5 separate regions of the Mus musculus genome follow, and regions 2, 3, 4 and 5 are each linked to region 1. A link is a contact called in public ChIA-PET, HiChIP or PLAC-seq and promoter capture Hi-C data. All regions are on one chromosome and are shown on one strand. The core of a region is the stretch at or near the end of the contact, and the rest is flanking DNA. Distances in the headings are between cores, read along the strand shown. Region 1 holds the start of Mrps31 (mitochondrial ribosomal protein S31). Region 2 overlaps Kat6a (K(lysine) acetyltransferase 6A). Region 3 holds the start of Kat6a (K(lysine) acetyltransferase 6A). Region 4 overlaps Ap3m2 (adaptor-related protein complex 3, mu 2 subunit). Region 5 holds the start of Plat (plasminogen activator, tissue).

Region 1 (2,843 bases), core at 97-2,596:
AAGAGTGCTCTGACACTACACACACACACACACAAAACCTGTATTACAGGAAAACCATGAATGTTCCCTAGCATAAAGTAATAAAACTATTATCCTAAATGCTCATATGAGCTTTTTTTTTCTTTGAGAATACCTCATGAGCTTCCACTAATTTTGAAGCCCTGAATTCAAATCCCCAACATCACCAAAAGCACCACATGGCTTCCCTCAGAGACTGACTTCACATTTTTCACCCTGCAGTGTAGGATCCTACAATAAAAATTCATCTTGCAAGTTTAAAATGCTAAGACATTTTAGAATCTTTCTGAAACATCTTTCTCCTTCTGTCAGTTCTCTAGAGCAATCAGCAGAAATAGTCACTCCTTTTGACCACTCCGTTACTTCATTATAGGTCACATCCTGTTCACTTTATTTTGTGCAGACTCCTTCACGGAGTTGATCCTTTCCATCTCCACTGCTATCTTGCTTCAGCACTGAGATAGGCGTTGAGGACAGGCGTGCCCAGAAAGAATACCATGAACCTCTTACAACTTCGAGATGTCTCTATTTGCTCTCCTCTAGTTATCTGTTGAGAGAATGAACTCTGTGCTTACCCATGCTATCTTCACTCTACTTGAATCACCTCCTCAATGGAAGTATACTACTGTCCAGAATGGTAGGACTGTTTTATTCGGAGCTCAACATCGGTAGCTGACATAAACGCACTTTAAATAATGCAGTAGGGAATAAAGGAGGGAAGCATTAACGAGGCTATAAAAATTCTTGGGAAGCATAGAAGATGAAAGAAAACGACCTCTCTTTTCGAGTCCGTACAAAGAGAAGTAACAGCAAGCAGGATGAGGGATAGATTTGCAGCAGAAAGACCGCGGGACAAGAAACAAGACTTGTTGTTATGGCTGTTTGCCACACTCATCACGGCATCGGACAAGCTGCCTTGTCCTTCTACGATTTCTTTCTACCCACACTTCGAACAACCGCTTCCAAGAGCCTACGCTTACAGTATCCAACCCCGGGGGCTGGAAAAAAATGTCGCTGCAAGGCAAGTAGAGGGCAAGCGAGCCCTGGAAGCCCGGCGCGGCCAATAGCTCTGGGCCACCTTACCTCACAGCTCCGGACTGAGCCGCGGGTAGCACAGCCACCGAGACGTCCCGGTTTCCACAGGACAAAGGGAGGCCCGAGAAAGGGCGAGGGCGTAGAAATGCCGGGATTCTGTGGAGCATCGTGTAAATACAAACTCAAACCAGAGCACAGCCGGAAGCACAAGCGCCAAGAAGTGCACAGCTGAACTGGTTCGTCCCTCTGCCAAAAATGTCCTCCGAGATGTTTTCCAGCCTGCACTGTTCCGCTCCTTTTGGATTCCGGTAGGAAACGGAGACCAATCATTATGTTCCTGGGTCTTTGGCTGGCTCGATCCTGCTGCTTCCTTTTTGGATGGAGTGGATATCGAGGTTCCATAAAGATGCAGACCGGAGAAAGTGAACAGGATGAACAACTGAGCTGACTGGAGCCGTAGAGAACTAACAGAACTCCCTGTCCTGCCCTTCCGTGAGTGACGGGGCGAGTCCGCAGCGGTTGTCTCTGTGACAGTTGCTCCTGGTCAAGGTCTGGGGCTAGGTGTTCCTCACCTCTTTTCCGATGAATTAAAAGGAAACAATCCCACGGATTTGCAAAATAAGCAAGATAATTTGAGTCAAGCGATAGTGCAAATTAAAGATGGACTTGCTGTCAATATTGATGGATGCACATGAGGGAAATTGCTAAGGGATCGTGGTTGTTGCTGGAGCCTTCTTTTATGGGGACTGTGGATGAGAACTCCTGGAAAGAAGTTGTGACTGCAGAGACTGATCGGCTGATTAGAACCGTAGTACTTTAGAGAGATTGGAATGTTGCAGGTCTAGAAATTAATTTAATTATCTTATTTTGGGCTGGTTCTAGCACCTCCCCAACCCGGACAACCAGTCCTTGCCACCTCTGTTGGAACTAACCCTTTGAATCTTAGGCCTATAGACCTATTAGAAAAGCTTCCCCAACTTGCTGTATCTACTCCTCTGATATACCCACCGATGTACTTTAACCTTGATTTATAATTTACCTTGTTCTGTAAAACTATAAAAATTTAATGAAACTACTTCCATGTTTGAATGTGGGAACTTGGGTTAATCAAGATCTGTGTATCTGAGCCACAGTCTCTCAAAATGGCTCCAGAATAAAATATCTCTCATTCCATTTAGGATAAGAGTACCAGGGTTTCTGTTTGTTTGTTTTTAACATGGACAATTATAGCGCCACGATATGGGGATCCAAGACAGATCCGGTTCACCTGATGAATCTCTGAATGGAAACTGAGTACCTGCATGGACCCATTGAATTCAGACCAGCTAGTGTTATTTTCTCAGGGATTTTTTTTTTTTTTTGCAACGGTACAGACAATTTTATTACAACTCTTTTCAAGCTTCAAAATGCATTTATCACTGAGGTTAGATCTAATATATAATATACTATATTAATTACAAGGCAGAAGGCATTTATAATCAAATATATTGCATTTCTCTGTACTGGCCAAATATATCTTTGTAAGAACAGGAGCAACAACACACAGTAGTTTATAACTCCAAGTATATTCCTCCAATATCAGAAACATTAAATTAAAACTTATTTTATGCCATTTTCCTCCAACATAAAGATGCATCAAAGCTATCTTCTACATGTCTTAGTGTTGACACTGATAGAACCTAGTGGGGAAACCCCCACTCAATTCCAGATTCAGCGGGCACCCAAAGAATCATGAATAGACCACCCTGATGTAGTTACATGAGGTAGTTTAATGACGGAGCTCCGGACCA
Region 2 (2,843 bases), core at 258-2,757, 470 kb before region 1:
TCCTTCAACACCAGAGCAAAAGCAGTAATTAATAGGTGGGAAGATCAGCTGGGCAGGGGTGGTGCTTGTCTGTAATCCCAGCACTGAGTTCGAGGCCAGCCTGGTCTACAGAGTAATTTCCAGAACAGCCAGAGCTACACAGAGTAGCCCTGTCTTGGGGGTGGGAAACCATTTAGTCTATGTACTCAATGAGTGAGCATCATGTGAAAGAACAGTACAGTTCCCTATGAGAAAACAAGAAATGAACTTTGTACCCAATTAGTTACTAAATCTCATACACAGCCAAAAATCTTGGCTTACTCTGATGGGGTTCAAAAAGCCCAAGACTTCTGCCTGCCTTTCTCCTACACAAACCTTTTATCAGAAATTATTTTGTTCAAGCAGATATTAGTGTCATGATTTGTAACAGAATTAATCACTATTATTAAAGGAAAAAAAACCCTAGAAATCACCATGTACAGCAATCTTCACATAAGCTCACTTGAAGCCTACTGCAATGGCTACTGTGTCTCCAGCTACACAACAAACTCTATGTCATAAGGAAGCTCATATCAGGTTGGGCCCTTTTATTTTATTTTTTAATGTGCTGTTCATATTCATTCAAAATCCCTCAGGCACTTACCATATGCCCCATCTATTTGAGGAATATGAAGACAGGAGTAAACAAGATACTGTCTATAACTCATGCAGTTTATGCCCTAGCAAGAAAAAGCCAATAAAGAGGCAGGTGGAGTACTGTTTAGTTGTGATAACTACTTCAGTGAAGCAAGCCAGGCACTTTGCAAAGACCTAAAGAGTGATGAGAAAATCTAGCGCAGTAAAACACAGCATGTATAAGGACAGCAGAAAAAAGATGATGTGTCTATAAAACAGCAAGGGTGATGGTCTGAATATGGAAGAAAAATGGCTATTTCTTACAGGAACTCAGAGAGGAATCAAAGTCAGAGTTCCTGACTTTGACACAGGGTTGCTTCCTGGCAAAGAAAAAAAACTATCAGGAACCACTGTTTTATTCACATTCTATGTTTTTAAACTGCACTGGAAAGCGGGCTTCCACGTCACAGTGCGTGTGCAGAGGTCAGAGCACAGTGTGCATGAGCTGGGTCTCTCCTTCAGTCATGTGGGTTTCAATCAGGAAGCTTGGTCAAGTGTCTCTACCCACTGTGCCCTCTCAGCAGCCCATCATCACATTAATTCAAGTTAAAATACTCAAACAAGCCAGAACAAGGACTCTAGGGATATACATGTGACTCACTACTCAGCCAAAACCAGCTTGCTTACAGGTTTCCTGCCCTAGGTTTGTGTATAAGATACATTTTCCTCCACTCTAGGGTCATTAAGGCAGAAAGACACTTCCAATTCTGATCCTAATCATTTGGAGATGTCTGAGACAGGAGAGATCTCAAGCCCCCCACTGAGAGAATCCAGGGAGCACAGCAGCCTCAGCCAGCTCCCTGGGATTTAGATACCCACAATCAGCTCTAGCCACAAAATACCACACTGATTAGTAATCCTTGTGCGCCTAACTAGATGGGTGCAATAATAAAAATAATTAGTATATACAGGGCTCAGCATTCCCCAACATTTCAGGCATTTCCTGGGGGAGGGAGGGGGTTGGAAGGAGATTATAGGGGACTCTGAAAGTTAACTCTCAGCTTAGTTGTCCCAGAAGCCAACTCTATCTCCACTACTCCTTCTGGGTTGGTCCTATGCATTACCAAAATAATCTTCTCACTCCAGGCTCTTGTCACTGCAATCTCAGAACTATCCAACCCAGCTCATTAAAGGCCAATTCACTGCCCTTACTAAGCAAATCTATCAGGAGCCAGAAAAGAACAGCTCATTTTAAAAACTATAAAACAAACAAGTTTTTAGCAATGAAACATGAAGCATCAAGAACTACAAAAATATAAACATATTGCTAATTCCCTAGAGCACAAGGGCTATTTGTGGGTGAATAAAGGCTTGAAAGAAAAATTAAAGATGAATAAATTAAATAAAGAAAAAATAATCAATTTTAAAAAACAGCAAAAAATATGGAGATTTCATCAAACGATTTAAAAAGCACATGAACAGTGGCTCTACACAACAACCATTAGGAAGTAAAAAGCTTAAATCATGACAGAAGATACATAATCCAAGTTAAATTCCTAGAGTCCACGTAAAGATGGAAGGAGAACCAACTCCCTAAAGGCCCTCTGGCCTCCACAGGAGGACAGGTGTGTCTGGGTACACACACACTTAAAAAGGAATCATGATGAAATACTTCTCTATCTATTTTATTACAACGGCGTTTTAAACAGCCAATGCAGCCCTTATTCAAAATGCTTGAAGCCGGGCGTGGTGGCGCACGCCTTTAATCCCAGCACTTGGGAGGCAGAGGCAGACGGATTTCTGAGATCGAGGCCAGCCTGGTCTACAAAGTGAGTTCCAGGACAGCCAGGGTTACACAGAGAAACCCTGTCTCGGGAAAAAAAAATATATATATATAATAATGCTTGAGACCAAGTTTCAGGGTTTTTAGGACTTCAGTGTATGCCTACACATGGTCATATATCTTAAAGGTGAGATGAGACCCAAGCCTAAACACAGACTTCATTCACGTGTCATGCAAGTCTGAAATCAGCATTACTAGACTTCAATCAAGGTGACAGTGAAACACACCCCCTCTACAGACCTTTTCAGTTTTCTCATGGCTCCTGGCACTCCTTGTTTGTGACCAGTCTCAGTCTAATCACTCTGAGCCTTTGTATCAGTGTGTATTAGTGTTTGAGTGTGTATGTGTGGGGGTGGGGTGAGATGGAGATATATGTGTGGAGCGAAAGACACAGAGACAGGCACAC
Region 3 (2,843 bases), core at 87-2,586, 450 kb before region 1:
TCAAAATTAGCTAACTAAAAGAAGTACCCCCCTCCCCAGGAGGGGTGCTTCATATTAGTGGAGGTTTTACGAGGACAAACATCAGAATTATTACCCAAGGGATGTTTCTGATATAGACACTAACTTTAAAGTAACCAGGACTAAGACCTAAGAAGGTGGGAACACCCTATGTGGCTGAGTTTTCAGGTGAAAAAGAATGAATGACAGTCACACATTGTCTTTCCGGCCGGAAGTTTCCCCAATCTGCGAGTCTGCACAAACCAACGCTCTGAAGATCTGAACCCTAACTCTCAGAAAGTACACTCGCGAGCTAGAAAGAAAGACCAGCCGGGCTCGCAAAGCCCTTCCCGCTCTCTCTCCCAACCCAAAACACATCTGCGCGCGCCCTCGATTTAAAGCCCAAGGAACTTTAAAAAAAACTTGAAGCGGCAGAGCCCCGCAGTTTGCCAGCGGACCGCTTCGCCGGTCCCATTCTATGGAAACACAGCCCGGAGAGTAAGTTAACAATGAAATCACGTGGAGTTAGGAGCATAGTAAGCTCTAGCCCCAGCTCCTCCGAGCTCTTCGCTCCAAGGGGTCGGCTCAGAAGAGCAGCAAGGGGGACACCGGCTGTGACGGAGCCTGACAGGTAGGGCAGGTCCGGCCCAAAGTCGCGGAGCTCTTGACAGGCAAGCCCGCCGCCACCCGTCCCGGCTAGGGGCTGACAGTCCGACAGACACAACACCACACGTGCTGCCTGCTCCAGACCACTGCACCCACCAGGCTGTCACCCTGCACCGCTCAACCCCGCTCGGATCTCCGCGCACTCCGCACAGCCCGGAGTGCGCGCCCGCCCGGCGCCGGGAGCGGCGGGAGCGGCGGGCGGGCGGGCGGACGGACGGCGGGCGCGCCCCCGAGGGAGAGCGGGCGAGCCCGCACAGCAGCCCCAGGCTCCGCGGCCTGGCTGCTCGGCGCCAGGGAGCCCCGGCTCCCGGAGTGGGCCGCCGGCGGAGCTAGGGCGGCGGCGGCGGCGGGCCCGTCGGCGCGAGCCCGGAGGGCGGGCGCGGGCCGGGCCGCGGAGTCGGACGCGAGGGGGCGGCCGCGGCGCCCAGCCCGAGGCCTGGCGCAGAGCAGCGGGGAGGCGGCGCAGGCCGCGGCGGGGCCTGCAAGCGGCCCGCCGTCCCCGCGAGGCGCCGAAGCAGACTCCGGGGCGGCCTAGCCTCGGGCTCGGCAGCTGGGAGCGACCGGGGGCGGCCCCTCGGCTCCTTACCTGGGGGGAAGACAGCCGGGATCCCGGGGGCCCGGGCCGGACCGCGGAGATGCCCCAAACTGACACGGCCGCCATCTTGGAGACAGTGAGCTCCGACTGGGGGGAGGGGAGGCCAAGCGGCGGAACAGCCGCGGGGGGAGGGGAGCGTCGCGAGGGAACGGCTGCCTGGGGAGGGAGCGGGAACAGCCTGCGCGGGCGGGCGGGAGGGAGGGAGCGGAGGAGCGCGGGAGGGGGGCGGCCGGTAGCTGGAAGAGCCGGCTCGTCGCCGGGAAGGGCCGGAGGGCGGGGCCACGGGGGGCGGGGTGGAGGGAGCCGCTGGGCGGGTCACGTGGGGCGGGTACAAAAGGCCGAAGCCCGGGTGGAAGCGGGAGTTGGCCGGGCTGGAGGCCAACAGCTGGGGGCGTCCCCTCCTCCTTTCTCACGCGCAGCGATCGGGCAGAATGGCGAGGCCACAGGCGGAAGGTGCACCCGGATTATACAGCCCGGGAAACTTGGAGCGGGCGGGCGGGCGGGCGGGCGGGCGGGCGGGCGCTTGGGTGGGGCGGCTTCGGCGCGACGCCGAAACCTCGGAGCTAGGAAGCTCGGAGCTCCCGGCGCGCGGCGTCCGCCCGGGTTCCCAGGCCCTTGTTAGCGCCCGGGGGCGTGCACCCGCGGCTGCCTTGCAGGGTCGGGGACACACACACACACACACACACACAGTGGCTTCGGGAGCTCCGTGGCTGGGCGGGGGAACGCGGGTGGCAGGAGTTCCTTCTTTTGCCTTCGCCTTTCTGCTCACTCTGCACTCCAGCTGCTCATCCCCCCGTGGTTCAAAGAATAGTCTGGCTAGAAAGGGGAGAGGGCACGAAGTTGGACACTCCTTGTCAGCCAACAAGATGCCCACCTAGGGCACTTGACTGACCCCCCTGCCCGCAAGTCACTAAACCTTGGAAACATGTTTATAAGAAACACCACCCACCGAGCTCGGTTTCTAGGACTTGGACAAGGTCACACAGCTATTATGGCACGGTTGCTTGTGGAACCTGGGTCTTTCTCTTCTTTTCCTACCCTGTGCAGTTTGATGGCTGAACCGCAGAGACTCTTGGCTAGGGCAAGCCTCTCCGCTACTGGCTACCTGTTTCTTTGTCTTTGGTCCACTAGAAACTCTTGAGATTGAGTCCCACACACACATACCCCTTCCCTGGAAAGACGTTAAAGCTCAACAGCTTGAGACTTGTATTGCTGCTACCCTTGCACTTGGTTTATGTCCCCTTCCTAGACTGTTAACCCCCCGCCACCTCATTTTATCATAGCTTTACCAAAAAGGAAAAAAACACCTGCTAGTCGCTGCCATAACTTTGATATTACTTTGTTGGTTTTGTGCTTTATTCACTTTACAGTTCAGGTGTAGTCGTAATGCTTTTAGTATATTCCCAGGTTAATGTTCTTCGACAGTGCCATTTGGCATCCCAGCATCTAACCAACATGATGCCAAGGGCTCAAAACAGCGCTTATAGTGAATAAGCATTTGTAAGCGTCTGAGAAATAAGTTTACACCTCACCTCATGTCCTGTCTCCAAACCTCATTCCCTGCTTTCAGATCTGAGTAGCCCTC
Region 4 (2,843 bases), core at 194-2,693, 380 kb before region 1:
ATTCGGGGAAAAAAACGAGGCCAACCCCAGCGCAGCACTGACTGAGTTCTGGAGGCGTGGCCTGGAGAGCAGCGGCCTGTGACACTGCATTTCATCACTTTTAACACAGTTGCCGTGGGGAAAGACCGGCCTGTGATGTTTGGTTTCAGTCACCTAAACCCAATGGAAGATGTCTCTATTGATTTCTTTTTTTTTAAGATAGAAAGATATGAGAGGGGAAAAAAGAAGATCGGAAGAAAAATGGGTGTTAGTCCAAGAAAGAGCAGTTGAGATTTGACTCATGGGTCTGGGTTGTACCTCGGTGATCAAGCCCTGACCTGGAGTCCTGGTTCATCCTGGTACCACCCACAATGAAGACAGATCTGCTCGATGGGGGGCAGGACTGAGAGGCTGGTGTGAAGAGATACCATAGTGAAGGGTTGTCGAGAAAAGCGATTGGAATCTCCCCGGTGGGTGAGGCTAGGACAAGCCGAGTGCAGTAGTTTCTTTCAGACCCCTCTCACGTGTAGAAAGGCTTTGTATGTCCAGGACTTTGAAAGTTCAAGTCCACGCTTGACGTGAAACCGCACTGGGATTAGCTTTCTTTGGAGACTAAGGTGCCACAGCCTGGCTCTTAAGATTGTCACTGGCTGCTTGCGCTGGCCCGTCGTCTTGTTGGGAAGGTTACCTGCTAGAGCGGCGTACAGACTTTTGCTGGCTATCTGACTCCTCAGTGGGATCGCTCCCAAAACAGCAGTGCTCGGTGCAGGCAGGTTTTATGAGTGATAGTGGTGGAGTTGATGTGGGGGACTCGCCACCCAGTGGATCATGTCCATGCTCCCTGACCTCCACTGATGTTTGTGAAGCCGGACTGGCCCTGGGCCTTGCTTTTCCTGTCTGAAGGTCCCATCAGAATCCCCAAGTGAGTGTGAGCCCACTGAGGACATTCAGTGTACGAAGCTGCTTTCCATTGTCTGTACCTATCGGCTACAGCTCCCAGACAGACAGACAGACAGCTCCCAAATAGCTCCCAGTCCGCACTTAAAACAAAAACAAAACAAAACAAAAAGTGTCTTGAACCTCTGAATAAAATTAATACCATAGGAGGGCAGGCTGTGTTGACCACGAGTAGTCCACAGTTTAAACCATAGCCGCTGAAGGAGCACAGAGTATTCTTAATTCGTTTCAATGTGTCCACTAGTCATTTTACTGAATACATAAAAGGCGGGTGTGTTGTTTTTAATTTACAGCTTAGGGCGCAACTTGCCTCTGTGTTGTGCTTGGAGGGAGAAGGAGACCGGCTTCCTTCAGTCTGCATGGCTCTCCTCTGAAGTCCTATTTCTAAGTACTTGGACTTCACTTACTTATTTTCTATCTTTTGGCTAGTGTTCTCTTGCTGCGGTCAGGACTTGTTTTTGCTGCCGAGTAGAGTTTCTCTGTGGTTTCCTCGTGGGGTTGAACTGTGCTATGTGCAATCAGATGTTTCCTACCAGGATCTGCATGAGTGTCCCACACCCTGCTGTGGAGGGTACACACTTTGCAGGTCACTTTCACAGGCTCTGGGGGTGGGGATTCCAAGTTTTCTTGGGTCACAGGGAATTATGTATATTGGACCCTGAGCGCGTTTAAGTTAGTGAGTGCAGCTCATTTATCCCCTCGAGCACAGCATAGCTTGTTTTTTTCTAGGAGGCCGTGTTGGGAGTATAGGATCAGCAGACCTAGGCATCATGGGTACTGCCAAGCCTCGCCAACCCCACCCAGTGATTGTCAGCAAAGGTTGTGCAGGGAAACTTAATAGCTGCTCGCTCTGTGTGTGGTCCATGTTAAAGTCTTAATAAAGCTTTACCAGTCCTGGGGACTATGTCTGGTTACTGAGACTACCCTTCACTAAGTAGAAGGCACTCATTTGAGACATCTGAAACTCTGGGTAGAGTGTGAGTCTCCAGCTACCCTGGGAGATGGGTCATTTAGTGCTGTTTGTAAGGTTGGTGGCAGCTAAGGTCTAGAGGAATCTAATGGTTTCTCCAGGTTGTAAAAGGCAAAGCCATTAAAGCCCCAGGTGCCCATGCCAGTCCTTTCCTGTGTGCCACACGGGCAGAGGGTGGAGCTGCCAGTTCCCAAGTGTCTCTTGTAGAGGTTTTTCTGAGGGAGATGGGCATCTTACTTACTTTTCCATTGCTGGGACAAAACACCTCGACCAAGGCAACTCATTAAAGAAGGTGTTTAATTGGGCTTACAGTTCCACAGGGTTAGAGTCCGTGATGCCGGAGCAAAGGCAAGATGGCAGGTATGATGAGAGCTCACCACTTGACCCACAAGTAGGGGGCAGAGAGCAGAGTGGGAATGACATGGGCTTTTGGGCCTCAGGGCTCACCCCCCAGCGACACACCTACTCCCATAAGACCACACTTTCTAATCCTTTTCAACTGGACCAAGAATCCAAACACAGAGCCTATAAAGAGTGAGTCTCATTCCAAGCACCAGGTGGAGTCTAATGCTGCCAGTTGATACGAGTAGTCACTGATAACTCTCTAAACCAATTTTCTAGACATCTATAGCAGGACTTTCTGGACCTGCCAGAGATTAAATGACGTAGGGACTTACTGATTTCTAGTATAGCTTACGCTTTTAGCTTGGGCTATCTCCCATCTAGCTCATTCAACTTAACCTTATCCTAGCCCACGACACACCATGTGATTAGTTCTTTGCCGCTCTCTCTGTCCCAGTTTGTCCAACCACCTTCTCGGTACCTACAACCACTTCCTTATCTGGTGGTGAATCCCCGCCTCTGATTCTTTTCCCAGAGACCCTCTCTCAGCCTGCCTTCCCTTTCCTGCCTAGCTACTGGCTGTCAGATCTTTATT
Region 5 (2,843 bases), core at 136-2,635, 350 kb before region 1:
CGGCTGCATCAAGCATCCTGGGTCTGGGAGAGAGCAGGCCAGCTGCTGTAGAACTCACAGGAGACTTTCCAAATAATCTGGGGGTGTCCTGGAAACTCCGTCCTAATCCAGTTGGTCCGGGGTGGGGGGGTGCAGCTAGTACTGCCCCTGCCAGGATACAGGCTGGCTCTCCTAAAAACACTTTAGGTGGATTGAACAGGATGGTCAGAGGGACTGTTTACATTATAGTGTTTCCAGTATCTGGTCTGGGGCTGAATATTATTTAACCCTCACTGGCTGTGCCCACTCTACCTTCCACTGACCTGCATAGATTTGTTCTGGACAGGCCACGTCTGGATCTCAGTGAAAATCCCTAGCTGTATTTTTCTGTAAGTGTACTCCAGTTGTATTTGTGACGCGCTCGCAGGATTGTTAAATATCCACCACCACAACAGACACACGTTTTTTGTATATGCCCCTGCCCCATTATCAGCTGCGGAAGACCACGGCATCATTCTAAGCTGGCCATCAAATTAAAGCATTGCTACTGCTTTTCTTTGCACTGAAGCTTCGTCCTTAGTTATCTTGGAGCGCTGCATACTTTCCTCCCACGCCCACACCATCTCTCCCTCCCCCCACTCCATCCATCCTCCCGCTGTTTCTGTGAGGTTAAGAAAACAAAGGTCCTGAAGGAATCCAGAGAGCCTTTAGACTCTTCCAGCTGCAGCATGAAAAAGCAAACACATCTGTGCTTGATGTCCAAGGGTGAGATTGACTGGAAGAACGGAAGAGAGGATGCGATGAACTCCCGAGAGACGAGAGGTTTTGCATCCTGACTCCCACTAGTAATGAGAGGTTCCTAAAAATCTCAGCTTCTCTCTGCCAGCCTAGTTAATCATGCTGCCCAGGCAAAATGCCCCCTCCTTGATGCCCAGCCTGTTTTTTAGTGTGTTCCTTGGTCAGAAGGTAGCCATACAACTCTGGCTTCTCAGCTCAGGAAGGCAGCTGAATCTAGTTACTGCCCGTTAGTGCTGCTCCCATTGTCTGTTGAAAGAACCGGAGTCATTCTGTTTGCTTTCTCCCCTGTGCAAGCAAAACTTCTGCAAGAGACACCTCTCTCCCATTCTCTCCCTCTCACCTCAGCTTACCCAGGGTCATTGCAAAGAACCCTGGATGATGCTGGCTGGTCCTCTGTCTGTGCTTCCATTAAGCATCCCTTCACTGGCTCAGTTTGCCCCCAAAGACTTTAAAGGGACAGAAGAAGAGTCAGCTGTTAGATACCGGCAGAAATTAACTTACCGAGAGTGCTTGCTTCTTTCCCACTCTTGCAGGGGCCTCTCCTTGACGCTGAGCTCTTGAGTTCCTGCAGGCTCTGTCTCCCTGAACAGCTCCAGCCAATTTGAAGGATGAAGAAGGGGTGGGGCCAGAGGTGTGGGCGGGGTTTCTCCTCTGCTGGTGGGTGGACTGAGGAGCCAATGGAGCAGCCGGTGTCTCTAAGGAGGGGGAGGAAGTGCGCGCGGAGGAGCACAGCCAGTCTTGGCTTGCCGCCAGTTTGATTATTCACCGTACTGATGTCATCGAATCACAGGAATTTTCAGAGTTGGAGGGGACTTAAGACTCATCCTGTTTTAAAACCCCGGTCTCAAAGGCCTAAAAGGAACTGTAAGGATCTGCTGCTCTAAGCTCCTGTCTTGACCCATGAGTTTATAGTTCTAAACAGCCCCGCCCAGTTGGGGATGGGGGAGAGGTCTTCTGGAATTTGAAGCAACTACCCCTCAGGACACGTGGGCAATTAATTGGCCGGGCAGATGATGATAAGCTGGGTTGGGTGTGACTGGAGATAGAACGCACATGACTTTTGGTGCGCTCCCTACCTCTGACCTGCTCTCCTAGACTGAGGTGCTTCTCTGCGGCATCTCAGCAGAGATCTCTCAGAGAATTGAGAAAAGTGGGGAAATGGGCAGGTCTCTCAGCCTCAGCACCCTGAAATTCTATCCTAAGCCATCCTTCTTCTAAGCCCCACACCCCGGAGGCAGACAATAAAAGCTCCTGAAAACTACTATTCTGATGACCCTTTCACAACCTACCAAAGCCTCGGCAGTCTCGGGGCACCAGGTCACCCAAAATTCCAGTTTAGTCTTCATCTGCAGCTGCTTGCACATCAGAGGGGTGGGCGAGTGGCCTCTGTCAATCTCGGCTGGCGTGGAGCTGAGAGGAGGGTTTCTCAGTAATCACAGGTGCCCTGAGTTTTGCTAAATGCACACTCCCCTCCATAAACACACACACACACACACACACACACACACACACACACACACATCCTCCGAAACCCCAGCTTTTGTGTTTCTACCACCTGTGAGTCTGTTTCCCCTGTCAGACTCCGGGGGGTGGGGGTGGGGGGGGGTGGGAAGCAAGACTGAAGAGCCAGAAATACAAATGGGAAGCTGATACCATAACAATGGGAACTTTGATTTTAGTCAAAGGATTGCAGGGGGGTGGGGTGGGGGGAGTGAAAATAAATCTTAATGATATCACATCCTGGGAAACTTGCCTAGGAGCCCTTTGCTCCAAAGGGCTCCAAGTACAATAACTTGGGGGCAGATGGATAAGAAAATGAAGTGCTGAAGAAAGAGTTCCTAAGGCTAGCTTCTGCAATGGGGGTCCTCTCTGTAGTGTGTGTCACCTGTGGGGGCAGAGAGTTGGCTTAATGATCCCTTTGTTGGGGGCAATGGAAGTGGACAGCTGACGAGGTATCAGGACAAAAACCATGATGAGAAAACTAATTAAGAAGTGATGTGATTCCCAGGATAGCCCAAGGAAAGAGAAGTGGGCAAGAAGCTGACAACACAGCTATTAACCAGGAG

What was found. Promoter capture Hi-C pulls out the DNA fragments that hold promoters and counts their contacts. ChIA-PET counts read pairs in DNA pulled down with a chosen protein or histone mark. HiChIP or PLAC-seq counts read pairs in DNA pulled down with a chosen protein or histone mark.
Region 2: an H3K4me3 HiChIP or PLAC-seq map of bone marrow-derived macrophages shows a contact between it and region 1, with 3 times the contacts expected there. The contact joins the enhancer-like site here to the promoter of Mrps31 in region 1. A contact is called at or near these places in 4 of 39 promoter capture datasets (the C10 cell line, cranial neural crest, pre-B cells and 1 more), 2 of 484 Hi-C or Micro-C datasets (Sertoli cells and brown adipocytes), 1 of 115 datasets of contacts at active chromatin or transcription factors (bone marrow-derived macrophages) and 2 of 9 other capture datasets (adipose tissue and liver).
Region 3: an H3K27ac HiChIP or PLAC-seq map of extraembryonic endoderm stem cells shows a contact between it and region 1, with 6 times the contacts expected there. The contact joins the promoter of Kat6a here to the promoter of Mrps31 in region 1. A contact is called at or near these places in 16 of 39 promoter capture datasets (the 3T3-L1 cell line, 3T3-L1-derived adipocytes, the C10 cell line and 11 more), 3 of 484 Hi-C or Micro-C datasets (embryonic stem cells, liver and pre-B cells), 9 of 115 datasets of contacts at active chromatin or transcription factors (effector CD8 T cells, embryonic stem cells, extraembryonic endoderm stem cells and 5 more) and 3 of 9 other capture datasets (adipose tissue, embryonic stem cells and liver).
Region 4: an RNA polymerase II ChIA-PET map of memory CD8 T cells shows a contact between it and region 1, with 17 read pairs. The contact joins the enhancer-like site here to the promoter of Mrps31 in region 1. A contact is called at or near these places in 7 of 39 promoter capture datasets (the 3T3-L1 cell line, the C10 cell line, cranial neural crest and 4 more), 7 of 484 Hi-C or Micro-C datasets (bone marrow-derived DN3 thymocytes, cortical neurons, embryonic fibroblasts and 4 more), 4 of 115 datasets of contacts at active chromatin or transcription factors (the 230-238 cell line, embryonic stem cells, memory CD8 T cells and 1 more) and 2 of 9 other capture datasets (adipose tissue and liver).
Region 5: a contact with region 1 is called in a promoter capture Hi-C map of hippocampal neurons, with 2.5 times the contacts expected there. The contact joins the promoter of Plat here to the promoter of Mrps31 in region 1. A contact is called at or near these places in 6 of 39 promoter capture datasets (cranial neural crest, embryonic stem cells, hematopoietic stem and progenitor cells and 3 more), 1 of 484 Hi-C or Micro-C datasets (pre-megakaryocyte-erythroid progenitors), 3 of 115 datasets of contacts at active chromatin or transcription factors (embryonic stem cells and extraembryonic endoderm stem cells) and 1 of 9 other capture datasets (adipose tissue).

The regions. Positions count from the first base shown.
Region 1 is chr8:22,409,843-22,412,685 of GRCm38.p6, reverse strand. It overlaps Mrps31 (mitochondrial ribosomal protein S31), which reads right to left and starts at 1,346. Exons shown (of 7, transcript NM_020560.2): 1 at 1,102-1,346. The coding sequence starts at 1,220.
Region 2 is chr8:22,881,280-22,884,122 of GRCm38.p6, reverse strand. All of the region lies in intron 3 of Kat6a (K(lysine) acetyltransferase 6A), which reads right to left. Among named protein-coding and RNA genes, the nearest start is that of Gm46036, 22 kb to the right of the region's middle. Within about 2 kb of position 1,507, at least 79 of the 459 cell types and tissues checked have an H3K27ac peak or open chromatin away from gene starts, as enhancers often do. A contact at or near this core is called in adipose tissue, bone marrow-derived macrophages, brown adipocytes and 1 more, where this site is marked.
Region 3 is chr8:22,858,039-22,860,881 of GRCm38.p6, reverse strand. It overlaps Kat6a (K(lysine) acetyltransferase 6A), which reads right to left and starts at 1,336. Exons shown (of 18, transcript NM_001081149.2): 1 at 1,250-1,336. Gm46036 (a long non-coding RNA gene) reads left to right here and starts at 443. Exons shown (of 3, transcript XR_001778526.2): 1 at 443-628.
Region 4 is chr8:22,786,346-22,789,188 of GRCm38.p6, reverse strand. Ap3m2 (adaptor-related protein complex 3, mu 2 subunit) reads left to right here. Exons shown (of 9, transcript NM_029505.3): 9 at 1-1,835. Among named protein-coding and RNA genes, the nearest start is that of Ap3m2, 18 kb to the left of the region's middle. Within about 2 kb of position 1,443, at least 24 of the 459 cell types and tissues checked have an H3K27ac peak or open chromatin away from gene starts, as enhancers often do. A contact at or near this core is called in memory CD8 T cells, where this site is marked.
Region 5 is chr8:22,756,264-22,759,106 of GRCm38.p6, reverse strand. It overlaps Plat (plasminogen activator, tissue), which reads right to left and starts at 1,385. Exons shown (of 14, transcript NM_008872.3): 1 at 1,279-1,385.